3 separate regions of the Sus scrofa genome follow, and regions 1 and 3 are each linked to region 2. Evidence: chromatin contacts called from public HiChIP or PLAC-seq data. All regions are on one chromosome and are shown on one strand. The core of a region is the stretch at or near the end of the contact, and the rest is flanking DNA. Distances in the headings are between cores, read along the strand shown.

Evidence for each region. HiChIP or PLAC-seq counts read pairs in DNA pulled down with a chosen protein or histone mark.
Region 1: a contact with region 2 is called in an H3K27ac HiChIP or PLAC-seq map of alveolar macrophages. The contact joins the promoter of ACSS1 here to the promoter of CST7 in region 2. A contact is called at or near these places in 2 of 5 promoter capture datasets (fetal skeletal muscle and liver), 4 of 47 Hi-C or Micro-C datasets (epiblast stem cells, fetal liver, liver and 1 more) and 1 of 2 datasets of contacts at active chromatin or transcription factors (alveolar macrophages).
Region 3: an H3K27ac HiChIP or PLAC-seq map of alveolar macrophages shows a contact between it and region 2. The contact joins the promoter of VSX1 here to the promoter of CST7 in region 2. A contact is called at or near these places in 2 of 5 promoter capture datasets (fetal skeletal muscle and liver), 2 of 47 Hi-C or Micro-C datasets (fetal liver and retroperitoneal adipose tissue) and 1 of 2 datasets of contacts at active chromatin or transcription factors (alveolar macrophages).

Annotation. Positions count from the first base shown.
Region 1 is chr17:30,838,476-30,842,461 of Sscrofa11.1, reverse strand. ACSS1 (acetyl-coenzyme A synthetase 2-like, mitochondrial) reads left to right here and starts at 2,663. Exons shown (of 14, transcript XM_001927113.6): 1 at 2,663-3,032. The coding sequence starts at 2,747.
Region 2 is chr17:30,756,113-30,759,819 of Sscrofa11.1, reverse strand. It overlaps CST7 (cystatin F), which reads right to left and starts at 1,820. Exons shown (of 4, transcript NM_001243310.2): 1 at 1,727-1,820. The coding sequence starts at 1,796.
Region 3 is chr17:30,854,148-30,857,777 of Sscrofa11.1, reverse strand. VSX1 (visual system homeobox 1) reads left to right here and starts at 1,764. Exons shown (of 5, transcript XM_003359919.3): 1 at 1,764-2,187. The coding sequence starts at 1,764.

The DNA of each region.
Region 1 (3,986 bases), core at 1,414-3,913, 82 kb before region 2:
GGGCCATGCACACAGGAGGGGCTCCACAGACACCCTGTCACTGAGGGTCGGTGGGAGAGTGAGGGCAGCAGGGCAGAGAAGCAAGGACGTCTGGCAACTCAGTGCGGGCCTGCCTGGGGGGACTGGTGGGTCTTGGGGATGATACCCACAAAGCTGCTTCTTAGAGGGGTCCAGGGCTGCAGCTCCCAGCACTGTGGGAGGGAGGGCCTAGGAAGGGCAATGCCCTAAACTGTTAAAGCTGTGAGCGCTGGAGGCCCCTTCCGGCTGTGTGGCCTTGGGTGGGAGTATCTCCTGTTTTTTCCCTTTGTACAATGAGGACCAGAGTATCCTTCTCCCAGGGTTGTGAGGATCACTGTTTCCAACTTGAACATCAGGCTTGAGGTACAAAGGAAGCCCAGCTCCGGCAGAAACTCTCCCAGGCTTCCTACTTCGGCACCTGCTGAGGTCCAGCTTTCTGCACACACTGAAGACCCTGCCCATCTTAGAGGCACAGGCATCCATGACCAGCACTGCCTGGCCAGCAGCAGCTCCCTCAGAACGGGAGGACCGGTGGGAAGCAGCTCTCTGGCCATGGTCGTGGCCAAACGCGTGGTGCAGTGTGGCTCCACCTGCTGTAGTTCCCAGAAGGTGGCTTCTAGGAGGCAGCTGGTGGCCTTGGCTTCAGTGGCCTCAGCTTGGGTAGCTTGGGCTTTAGGAAGTGCAATTCTGTGCCACTTGGATGGTTCCGCAGTTTTCTGAACACACAATCACCTCTCTTTATCCAACTTGAAGGAAATGCCAGCTTTGTGCTCCTTTATTTTAAAGTATTGTCAGTTCTATGTACTTTTTCCATTGTTCTCTCCAAGAATCTCTTCCTCCAGAAGGCTCGACACTTCCAGCATGGGGCTGGGTTCCAAGAGCACAGGGGCTGCAGCTGTGATCTTGTGGGGTCTGGACCTGGGACAGTGGGAATGGCAGTGCTTGCCCACTTGTGGGGGACACAGACTCTTCTTGTAGGGGAGCCTCTTACATCAGGGAGTGAAGTGTTAGCGGCCATCTTTGGGGACAACTCCCCCCACCCCTGGGCCACAGTTAAGGTCTTTCTCTGTTGCAATTTACTTAATCTATTTAAAATGATGATTTAGGCCAAGTGAGGGGGATATTGAGGTGGGAGTGGGTGTGCTGGCACCACGTGCTTTTTAGCAATTCTGTTTATTTCTCTCTGCTCAGTGAGTCCCTTGTTCCACTTGAGAGTTGAGAGTTGGCAGCACTTGATAGCACTAGATAATTTTTTTTTTAAAGCACCTGTGGCATATGGAAGTTCCTGAGCCAGGGGTTGAGCCACAGCCACTGTAGAAGCAATGCTGAATAGTTATGTCGTGAGCCACACGGAAAGTCCAGAACCAGATAATTTTTAAATTAAGTAAAAATTGCAAGTAAATGCTCAGCACAGAGCAGGACCCATGTCTAGTGCTAGCTGTTATCACTGGTTTCCCAGCCTTAAAAAGCAGTAGCAGGAGGGTGAGCACACACACACACACACACACACACAGGCACACAGGCACACGTGCTGGGGCTGACTGACAGCACAAATACCTCCTACTGCTAACAGGAAGGGATCTATGCTAAACCCAAAGCACTCGACCAACCAGTTTTCAAAAATCCCCTCTCCCTTCTGTTTACATTACATGTTTACTTTGTGTGCTTGTTGTAATATTTAAGAGTCTAGTTGCCACAAGTTTCTGTGGGTTTCCCACTATCTTTCCCAGCTTGACAACAGGAACACAGCCTTCACTACTGGGTCCCCTGGGAGACCCTCCTCCCCCCAGGGAGACATTACTTTTGTTTACCTCCCCAGGGCTGCTTAAAGAATAAACGAGTCGGCGTCTGAAATGTGCAGCCTGGAAGGGGTAACCAGGGAACTCAGTAGTGGAGTCGGTGTAGGCACAGAGGGGTTAAGGAACTGGTCCCGGGATACAGAGCTAGAAACTTCAGATTTTGACCTCAGGCCACAGATGCTGGAGCTGCGCTTGAGAACTCCCACGGTTCCAAATCAATCATGGCTGGTGGAATGTTTGCTTCTCTGCTGTATAAAAGCACCAGATCCCAGACCCAAGGTCTTACAGTCTCCTGGTCCGAGGACCCCTGACCAGCCCACTTAGCCCACGGGGACTACTTGTGTATGTTTTGGGGGAAGGCGTACAGGCCACCCAGGCCGCTCAAGCATTCAATCTCGAGGCCCCACAAAGGGATGAACACTTTGCTCTCAGCCTCTGAGATGCTGAACCGACCAAACCTGACGAGTGGTCCTTGGAGCAACTTGTGCGCCTCGCTCCGCGGGTCACTAACATCTGTGCCGGCTCCCTCCCACCCGCGACGGTTTCCAGCTCCCAGGAGAGCCTGCATTGCCCGCGCAGATCTGCGGTTGACAAAACGGCGCAGCCGTCGGAACTCGTCGGGGACGCATCAACTGAAACCCCGGCAGCCCGGCAGGGGACCCCCTCCGCCGCCGCGCTCCCAACTCCACTTCCACAGGGGCTCCACCTCCCTTCGCAGCCCAGCTCTGCGTGGGGTGAAGAGGGGTGGGACAGGGCAGGGCGGAGGGGGGGGCGGTGGTCAGAGGCGGAGCGGGGGCGGGGAGTGTCGGGAGGCAGCTTCAGACAGGAGGGGCGGGGGGCGGGGCGGGGCGGGAGGCGGGGCGGGGCCGAAGCGGGGCGCGGGCGCGCGAGGGCTGGGTCGCCACAGCCGCGAGGGGCTCTGAGGCGCGATGGCTGCCCGTTGCTTGGGCTGCGGCGTCGGGCGGCTCCTGGGCGGCCTTCGCGGGGTGGGGGCTCGGGGCCCCGGGGTCCCCCGTCTCTGGAGCAGCGCCCCCGCCGCGCCGCCCGGCTCTTATCAGGAGCGGATCGCGCTGGCCGCGCGCGAGCCGGCCGCCTTCTGGGGGCCGCTGGCGAAGGACGTGCTCGTGTGGGACACCCCCTACCACACGGTGAGCGACTGCGACTTCCGCAGCGGCAAGATCGGCTGGTTCCTGGGAGGCCAGTTAAATGTGTCCGGTGAGTGGGCTCGGGGACCCTGGCGCCCGAGCTCGGCGACGGCTGCCGCACTCGCCCCCTCCTCAGCGTTCGGGCGTGCGGCGCCGTCACCCCGCCCCCACCCACCGGCCCAGCCCGGCCCACTCCCCTGCCACCCGGCCGGCACCCCCCACGTTGAACGGGGTCCCGGCGCCCCATGCCGTGCGCGCCCGCGGGAGGCAGTGAGACGCCTGCGCCGAGCGGGGGTGGAGGGCGCGGGGACCCCGGAGCCGGACTTCCTGCTCCCGTCCCGGCGGGAGATAGCACCGAGAAGCTTTTGGCTGTTGCCACCGCCAGGTGCGGGCCGGCGACTCGCTTGGGGAGCAGCCCTGCCCGTGTAAACAAATCGAGCTGTGGCGGGTGGCCGAGGAGGAGAGCCCCGCCAGTAGCCAGAATCGACCCGTAGCCGGAATCGGCTCGCAGCCGGGAAGGAAGCAGTGGTGGGGCCTCCCAGTTCTCAGTTTCACCTTCGCCCGGAAGACCCACGGCGCTGGCTTTAGTCCCGGTGCGTTTGGGACCCCAGAAACCAGCTCCACTGCCCGTCAGTCCTCGGGTCTCTGCAGAGACTGAATCCCGCCACGCGCTGTCAGGATTTGGGATCGGGTAGAGGGGAGAGTAACCCCTTCCCCAGCCCAGCTAGGGGAGAAGGCCCGGGAACTAAGGCTGCGGCCAGCCTGGCAAGGTCTGGCCTGGGTGTGGGCAGCCGGGCAGGGTGGTCAGAGGGGAACGGGGAAAGGTAAGTGGGGTCTGGGTTGTTTGAGGAAAGGAACTGTAGGTCTTCATGACCAAGGCCTGAATTGGGAAGTGGGGGTCTGAGTCTCCCAGGCTCCACCATCTACTGGCCCAGTTGCTCTGTACCTCTGAGCCTCAGTCTCCTCCTGGGTAGACTGGGGGTGGTAATGCCCACCTGAAGGGGCTGGTTGTAAGGACAAAGTA
Region 2 (3,707 bases), core at 571-3,070:
GTGGGAGCTCAGGGCCAGCTGGGGGCCCCCACTCCTTCCTCTTTCAGGAGAGTTATGTGTGGCTGGGAGGTGGGGGGATCTGAGGGGGAAACAGGGTTCCCAGGAACAGAATGGTGATGTCCTTGCTGGAGGCCCCATGTCCCCGGTGGTTTACTTGGCAGGGAGTGGCAGCTGCTTCTGCGCCAGCATCAAAGAGCCCTTGTTGTGGGCAGGGTCCTGGCGCTCAGACCAGGAGGCAGTGCCCAGGGCCTGGTGTAGTGAGTAGTAGTAGTAGTAGTGAGTAGCCCATCATTTCTAGGGCACATGTGTCCCCTGGCACGAACAGAATGCTGGTTCATCCTGGCCTTAACCCACTGGGACATGCCCCGAGTCTGCATCCCAGCTCTGTCTCTCAGTGGCTGTGCCATCTCGGTGAAACTGCTTGGCCTCTCTGAGCCTTCTCATCTGTGTAACAGGGTGATGATGGCACTGGCCCACAAAGAACATGCACTAGTGTCATGATCATCAAAGATCAAATAGGCAGAATGGCTGCAGTGGGAGCTTTGGGGTCAAATGGGTCCATGCTGGGAAAAGTCTCCAAATGCAGAGGGGGGTCAGTGGCCCCCATGCCAAGACCTCCCCTGTGGTCAGTGGTCGCTGGACGCTCCCAGCTCCTGCCTTTGGTGACCGATGGTGCTGGACCCAGGTCGTGCCCAGGTGGCCTGTGGTGGGAAGATGGGCCGTGTGAGCCTGGCTGGGGGGCTTCCTGGTCAGGTTGAGGAAGAAGGGCTTTCCATTTTCAACCGAAGGCAAAGGCTGAAGAAATCGATGTAGCAATTTCCTAGGTTCTGATGGGCAGGGACGGAGGCTGCTGGGCCCCACATGCAGGTCAGTGCGGTTTAGCACCAGGGGTGGATAGGCCAGGTGGTGACACAGCGGCCCCTATTCCCTGCCCCCAAGGAAGGCTCTGGAACCCGCTCTCAAGAGGAGGGCGGAGGTGGGGGCAGACTTGGGCCCAGCAGAGCTGCTGTCTCTGCTTGACCACCGGACGGGCCTCCAAGCCACTTGCGCCACAGACAAGGCCCGAGGCTGGGTCACCTACCCTCGGTGTCCCAGGTCACTGGTCCTGCCTCGGCGCTCCCCACCTATAGCCTGTGGCCAGGCTCCAGCCCCCTTTGACAAGGGAGTAAGATAGATACCAACTGCCGCTTGGCCCCTCCCCCTTCCGCTGGTCACTTCAGTGCCAGGCACCAGCTTCCTAGTGCATGTGAGGGCAGGTCCTCATGGGCTGTGTGACTGGGCAAGTCACCTAACCTCTCTGTGCCTCATTTCCTGGCCCACAGGTGGCAGCTTCCTTCCTCCCCCAGCCCCAACCCCCAGCGCCGGCCTGGTGGGAAAGATGAAGGCTTAGGATCCCTGTGAGCCAAGTGACAGGACAGCAGCGGAGGCAGGAAGGATGCGCCATCAAATAGAATCGGCCTGACCGCTACCCTGTGTTCTATAGCTGTGGAGGGGCCACGGGGTCCCTCCCTCTGCTGCTGCTGGATGGTTCTCAGGACCCCCACAGGCCCCAAGAATAGCAGGGGGCAGAAGATATTTCCCTGGTCCCCAGGTCCCCAGTCTCCCCCAAGGCTGCTCCCCACAAAGGCAGCTGTTGTGGGGTCCCATGGAACCTAATGTGCCTCAGGAATGGGGGAGGGTTGGGGGTAAGCTCACGGCACCCAGGCAGCGGGAGACCCCCTCTTACCTTGTGAAGGGCCCCCGGTGGCAACCAGGACCAGGGTGCAGACGGCCAGCAGCACCCTGGCAGGACGCATGGCTGTGCCCAGGGCGGTGTGTGCTGGGCGCGAGGTGGTGGGGGAGCCCCGCCCAATGAACCGCCTGCCAAGGGGGTGGGGGATAGTGGTTTTTTGTTGAGTCGTTTTGGCCAGAAGCTCTTCACCTCCACATCCCTTGGCTACAAAGTAAACCGCTTCCTTTGTAAAAGTTTCCAAACAGCAATTATTTGCAGGGCAGGAGGAAGAGGTGAGAGCTATGAGCAAACCCTGCGATTTTCTACCCTTAGAACACATGGAAGAGACATTATAGCAGAAAAATGAGCAGGGATTTTAGGAAGCACAAGTACTGGGGGTTCCTTCTCTAAAAGGTGAAAAGGGTGAGCTCCCTAGGCCCAGATTCTGGGGTCCGAGTGGCCCCCTGCAGGAGATTGTCTTGGTGGTATGAACGGGTGGTGATAGTGAGAGGGTGTGTTGACAGCACTTAACTGTATGCCGGGCACTTTTCTCGCTGTTTCTTTAATCCCCCACCATCGTGTAGGGAATTACAACATTGTGTGAGTCCAGGAAACTAAGGCACAAGGGGATGAGAAGTTGTGCGGAGCTCTGCAGAGCTGTGGCCCAGGCCCAGCACTGTGGCCATGGTCATACCCACCGTCACCACCTCCACCCCGCCACCCCCCAGCCTCCCAGGCCCAGGGCCCTGAACCTGGAGCAGTCTGTGCCAGCCACACAGGCACTGGCCTGCTTGCAGATGCCAGCTTGGCCATGGGGACTCTGAGGGTGGCCCAAGTGTGCTGACACATCATCTAGCAGGACTGTCAGCAAAGGCACGTGGAGCCTTGCAGAGCAGCATGTGGGACCTCTGGAGGAGCCTGGGTGTGTGTGTGTATGACTCGTATGCATCTAAACAATGTACAGAAGAAACATGAGCTCCAGTTGCCCCGGCAGAGGATTATCCGATGGGCTTCTGACCCTTGTGTTCTGCGTGTGCTTTTTCTTTTCTTTCTTTCTTTTTTTTGGTCTTTTTGCCTTTTCTAGAGATGCTCCTGCGGCATGTGGAGATTCCCAGGCTAGGGGTCCAATCGGAGCTGTAGCCACCGGCCTGCACCAGAGCCGCGTCTGCAACCTACACCACAGCTCACAGCAACGCCGGATCGTTAACCCACTGAGCAAGGGCAGGGACCGAACCCGCAACCTCATGGTTCCTAGTTGGATTCGTTAACCACTGCGCCACGACGGGAACTCCTATATTCCCTTTCTTATATTATCTTCCTCTTCAGATCGCATAAATCTTTTGCCTTTTACTTTATTTTCTAAAATCCATGGTGGTGGTGGTCTGAATGGTGGGGCAAAACACCCTCTTCTGGGCTGGGTGGCGAGCAGACTTTGTCCACACGGTGGCGCCACGACCCAAGAAAAAAACTGGTCCCGTCTGACTTTTCCCAGGCTGGTGGCCCCCCTGCTCCATTCCCCACATTTGCAGTGATGGCGATGGATTTCAGCTGCCCTCTGCCCTCTCTGGGGAAGAGTGGTTCTTAGGGGGGTCATGGCGGGGGTGGGAGAGACTCTGCAAATCTTCCAGCTGGGCCTCGTCCTAGAGGATCTTGGTGCTGGTGGGGGTGGAGTTCCCGCACCAGCTGCTGCCCGCATGTGGGCACAGCCACTCCACAAGTCTGGGATGCCCCTCTCCTGGAAGATCCACAGGCCAGGGCTGGAATGACCTAAGATGTTGGTGCATGTCTGGACTTGATCTGGCTGCTGGCTGGGCCTCAGTGGGGCGTCGGCATGATGGCTGGTCCTCAGAATAACTGTCCCCTGGAGCTGGTCCCCAGAATGACTGTCCCCTGGAGTGGCAGGTGGAAACTGCATCATCTGGTATGACTTAGCCTTCAAGGTCACACAGTTTTACTTCTGCCAAAACCACAGACCTAGGAAGTCAAGCAGCCCCCA
Region 3 (3,630 bases), core at 515-3,014, 98 kb before region 2:
GAATCCTGGGCCCAGGCGAGGGGGAGCCTTCGGCTGTCCTAGCAGCAGACACCGCGAGCACACATCTGCCTCTGAGACCCGATCCTGCCAATGCCCCGGGCGGGGCCACCTTTAGGTGTGTTTGTCCCACCAGCTCCCCAGCACAGTCTGTAAATATGTGCATCTTAAATGTCATCCTTAACTGCGGCCCCAAATTCTGATTCACAAACTACTGCTTTGCCGGGCCAAGAGCCAGAGCATTTTGGCTGGGTTCTGTACACTCAACACCTTTCCCTAAACCCAGAGATAAATTTGGGGAGAAATTCCTGGCGGAGCCAAAAAGGACGCCGGCTTCTAAAGCTGCCCCCGACCCGGAGCGACTCAAAGGACAATTATCCCAAAGGAAAGTTATTGTTTTGTTAATCCAGGGAACAGCTTGCGAGGAGAGATTTGGGTCTTCTTTTAATAATGAAAAGTTAATGCGCAGCCTCTTGTAATTATCTTTATCGGAAGCCCCTGGTTTAATCCTTGGGTTTGCAGAGGATCCAGCCCCAGGCGTGGCCAGCGGGAGATCCCCTTTGCTCGGGTTTCCCCTCGGCCTCGGAGGCGCGCAGAGACCCGAGAGGCGTCCGCGGGGCGCTGGGAGAGCTGCTGCGTCCCTCGCTGGGCGGCCGCCGGCTGCTCGCCCTCAGGGTGGGAATGACAGGTTTTGCTTCCCTCCTTCCTTGTTTGAGAAGGGTGGGCTCAGGGCTCCCAGCGAATCTGGTTGGGTGGGCTCAACTTTTTGGCGTGTGAGCCAGGAGAATTTTACCCACGTGCTTCGTTTTGCATCTTGAACAAACACGGGCATTTCACATGAAAATCAGGCTTTCTTTGAATAATCATGAAACAATAATTTGTTAGCCTCCGTGAAGTGGGATGGGTCTCAGTACACAGGCCCAATTTTCCAATTTACTCTCCCCATTTAGGAGTCGCCAGATAAAATACAGATACGTTCTTATACATATTTCTAAAGTGACTTCATCTGAAATTGTGATTTCACTGCACCTCCTGGAATTTAGTTTGCTAAACGTGGCGCCCTTCCCCGCAGTTCCGGCGGGGTCCATCTGCCCCAGCCTCTGTTTCCTATTCCTTCTCCAGCTCCAGTGAATTTTGCGACAAGCTGATGGCCCGATGGCGCCGATGGCCAGCCTCCGCCAATGGCTGGAGGTGGAGTGGGCACTGATTAAATAAACGTTTTCCACTCCTTTCCCCTTGGGAATTTCGAGGAAGGTCTTGTCCGCGGTGACGGTAGTGTTGGAGGGCTGGCGGGGGTCTTAGTGATAGTAGTCAAAGAGCGGCAGGGAATAGGCCCTAGGTCTTAACGAGTGACTGGATGGGGGCAGGGAGGCTCCAGGGCAGCTGCAAGCAGGGGCCTCCACCCGAGAGCCGAGAAGGGGAGAGAAGACCACGCCGGGATCTGGAACCTGCGGCTCTTAGAGAGATGGCCAGAGAGCCGGTCCTCCCCTCTCTATTTTCCTCCCACCAAGAACAGGGTGGGCAGAGGGACAATTGGAAAGGAGAGGGGAGAGGGATGGGGGCCGATTGACGGGACTGCAGCTGGGAGGGCGGCGACCGAAGGGAGGGGAACTGGTGGCGTCCCCATCTCGCGGGGTCCGAGGCGTGACGCGCCCGCACCCCGCTGATTGGAGCCCTCCTGGCTCCTGACTGTATAAAGCGTCCTCAGAACTGCGCCCCCTCCGCAAAGGTGACCGAGAGAGTTCAGCCCCGCCGCCCAGTAAGCCATGACTGGCCGGGACGCGCTTTCCGACGGGTGTGCCAGGAGCAGGGCGCTGGTGCCCGGAGGCCCGCCCACTGGCTCGCGCCCCCGGGGCTTCGCCATCACTGACTTGCTGGGCCTGGAGGCCGAGCTGCCTGCACCTGCAGGCCCTGGGCCGGGATCCTGCTGCGAAGGCCCCGCGGCTGCCCCCTGCGCCGGTCCAGGGCTCGGGGACTCTGGCTTGGCGCGCGGGGCCCTCCCGCTGGGATTCGGCCTCCTCTGCAGCTTCGGTGCGCAGCCCCCTGCGGCTGCCGGGGCGCCCTGCCTGCTTCTAGCCGATGTGCCGTTCCTGCCGCCCGAGGGGCCTGAGCCCCCCGCCCCGCACGTCCTCGGCCGCTCACCGCCCACGAGCATCCGTCAGAAGCGCAGCGAGAGCGTCTCGACGTCCGGTAATGAGGCCAGTCCGTGCCGCTCCTGCCCCTTGCCTCGGCGTGGTGCGCAGGGTGACACTCAGCACCCCGCCGAGCCCCACCTCATCTCCCCAGATCCAGGGAAGTCGGGACCCCAGAGTGGCCCCGCCAGGGAGCACCCTCTGCCCTTGGCTTTGCCCACATCCCTGCCTCTCCTCTGGGCCTGGTCGCCGCCGCCCTGCACACACCCCTACAACCCGGTGCGAATCTGCCCTGGGGTCTTGGGGGTGGGGGAGTGTTCCCCGCGAGGATCAGGGAACAGCGGAGGTTGGGAGGCCTGGGCCCGCCTGGTTTGTCAGCACACCGAACCCAGTACCAACCAGCGCTTGAGCATTCCCTGAATTGATGGACTCATTGACTGGCCTTTGAAGAGCACGAGGTGGAGGCCTGGAACTGTCCTCCTAGAGTTGAAATAGGCGTGGGGGTCCCGCGCTTCTCTGCCCCTCTGGCTCAGGAGAAACAAGCTCCTCGGTCTATGGCAGCAGTGCCGGGCTCCTCAGAGAAGTCAGGGAGGATAGTGGAGAAGAGAAGGGAGCAGTGGAACTCTATAAAGACACGGCCATGAAATAGAGAGATTTGGGGCGGGAGGGGGGAGAGAACTAAGAATTACCAGCGAAAAGGTGGGCGCACATAAACTTTGTATAGACCCCAGAGCTGAGCATCCCTCAGCCAAGGCAGGTTTACATGGCTCTCTATCGATGTCTAGAGGAAGCAGATTGGATCAGAGGCAGGCCAGCTTTCACGTTATGAGAGTTCCTGCTGTCTCTTCAGTGGGTTAAAAACCGATGGTTGTCTCTGTGAGAATGGGGGTTCCATCCCTGGCCTCACTCAGTGGGTTAAGAATCCAGCGCTCTGCCACAAGCTTCAGTGTAGGTCTCAGGTGCTGCTGGGATCTGATGTTGCGGCGGCTATGATACAAGCCCTAGCCTGGGAACTTTCATGTACCCCAGATGAGAAGGTAAAAATAAAAATAAAGGTAAAAAATGAATGGACTTTATTTCATGAGTCTCTAGGTAAGATAAAATGAAGCCCTCTAGTAGTTGTTTCACTAGAAATGCAGAGACCACCTTCATAGGGTGGGTTCTTTCTCTGTGAATACTGACAAAGCTGAAGGCAAAATGCCACCACATCCTAGTCTATGAGGGCATTTCTGCAAGATCAAGACCAACACTGTCCAGTAGAAACATGTGACTTCAAGAGTAATGAAAATTTCTCAAACCTACCTGGAAAAGGAGAAATAAATAGGTGAAACAAACCTAAATACTGTATTTTATTTAATTCAATACACAGAAAATATTATTATACATGTAATCAATATAAAAATTGTTAATAGTTTATTTGGGGGTATTAGATCTTCAAAATACACCAAATATTTCACATTTACAGCAGGTCTCAATTCAGATGGGCCACATTTCATATCTC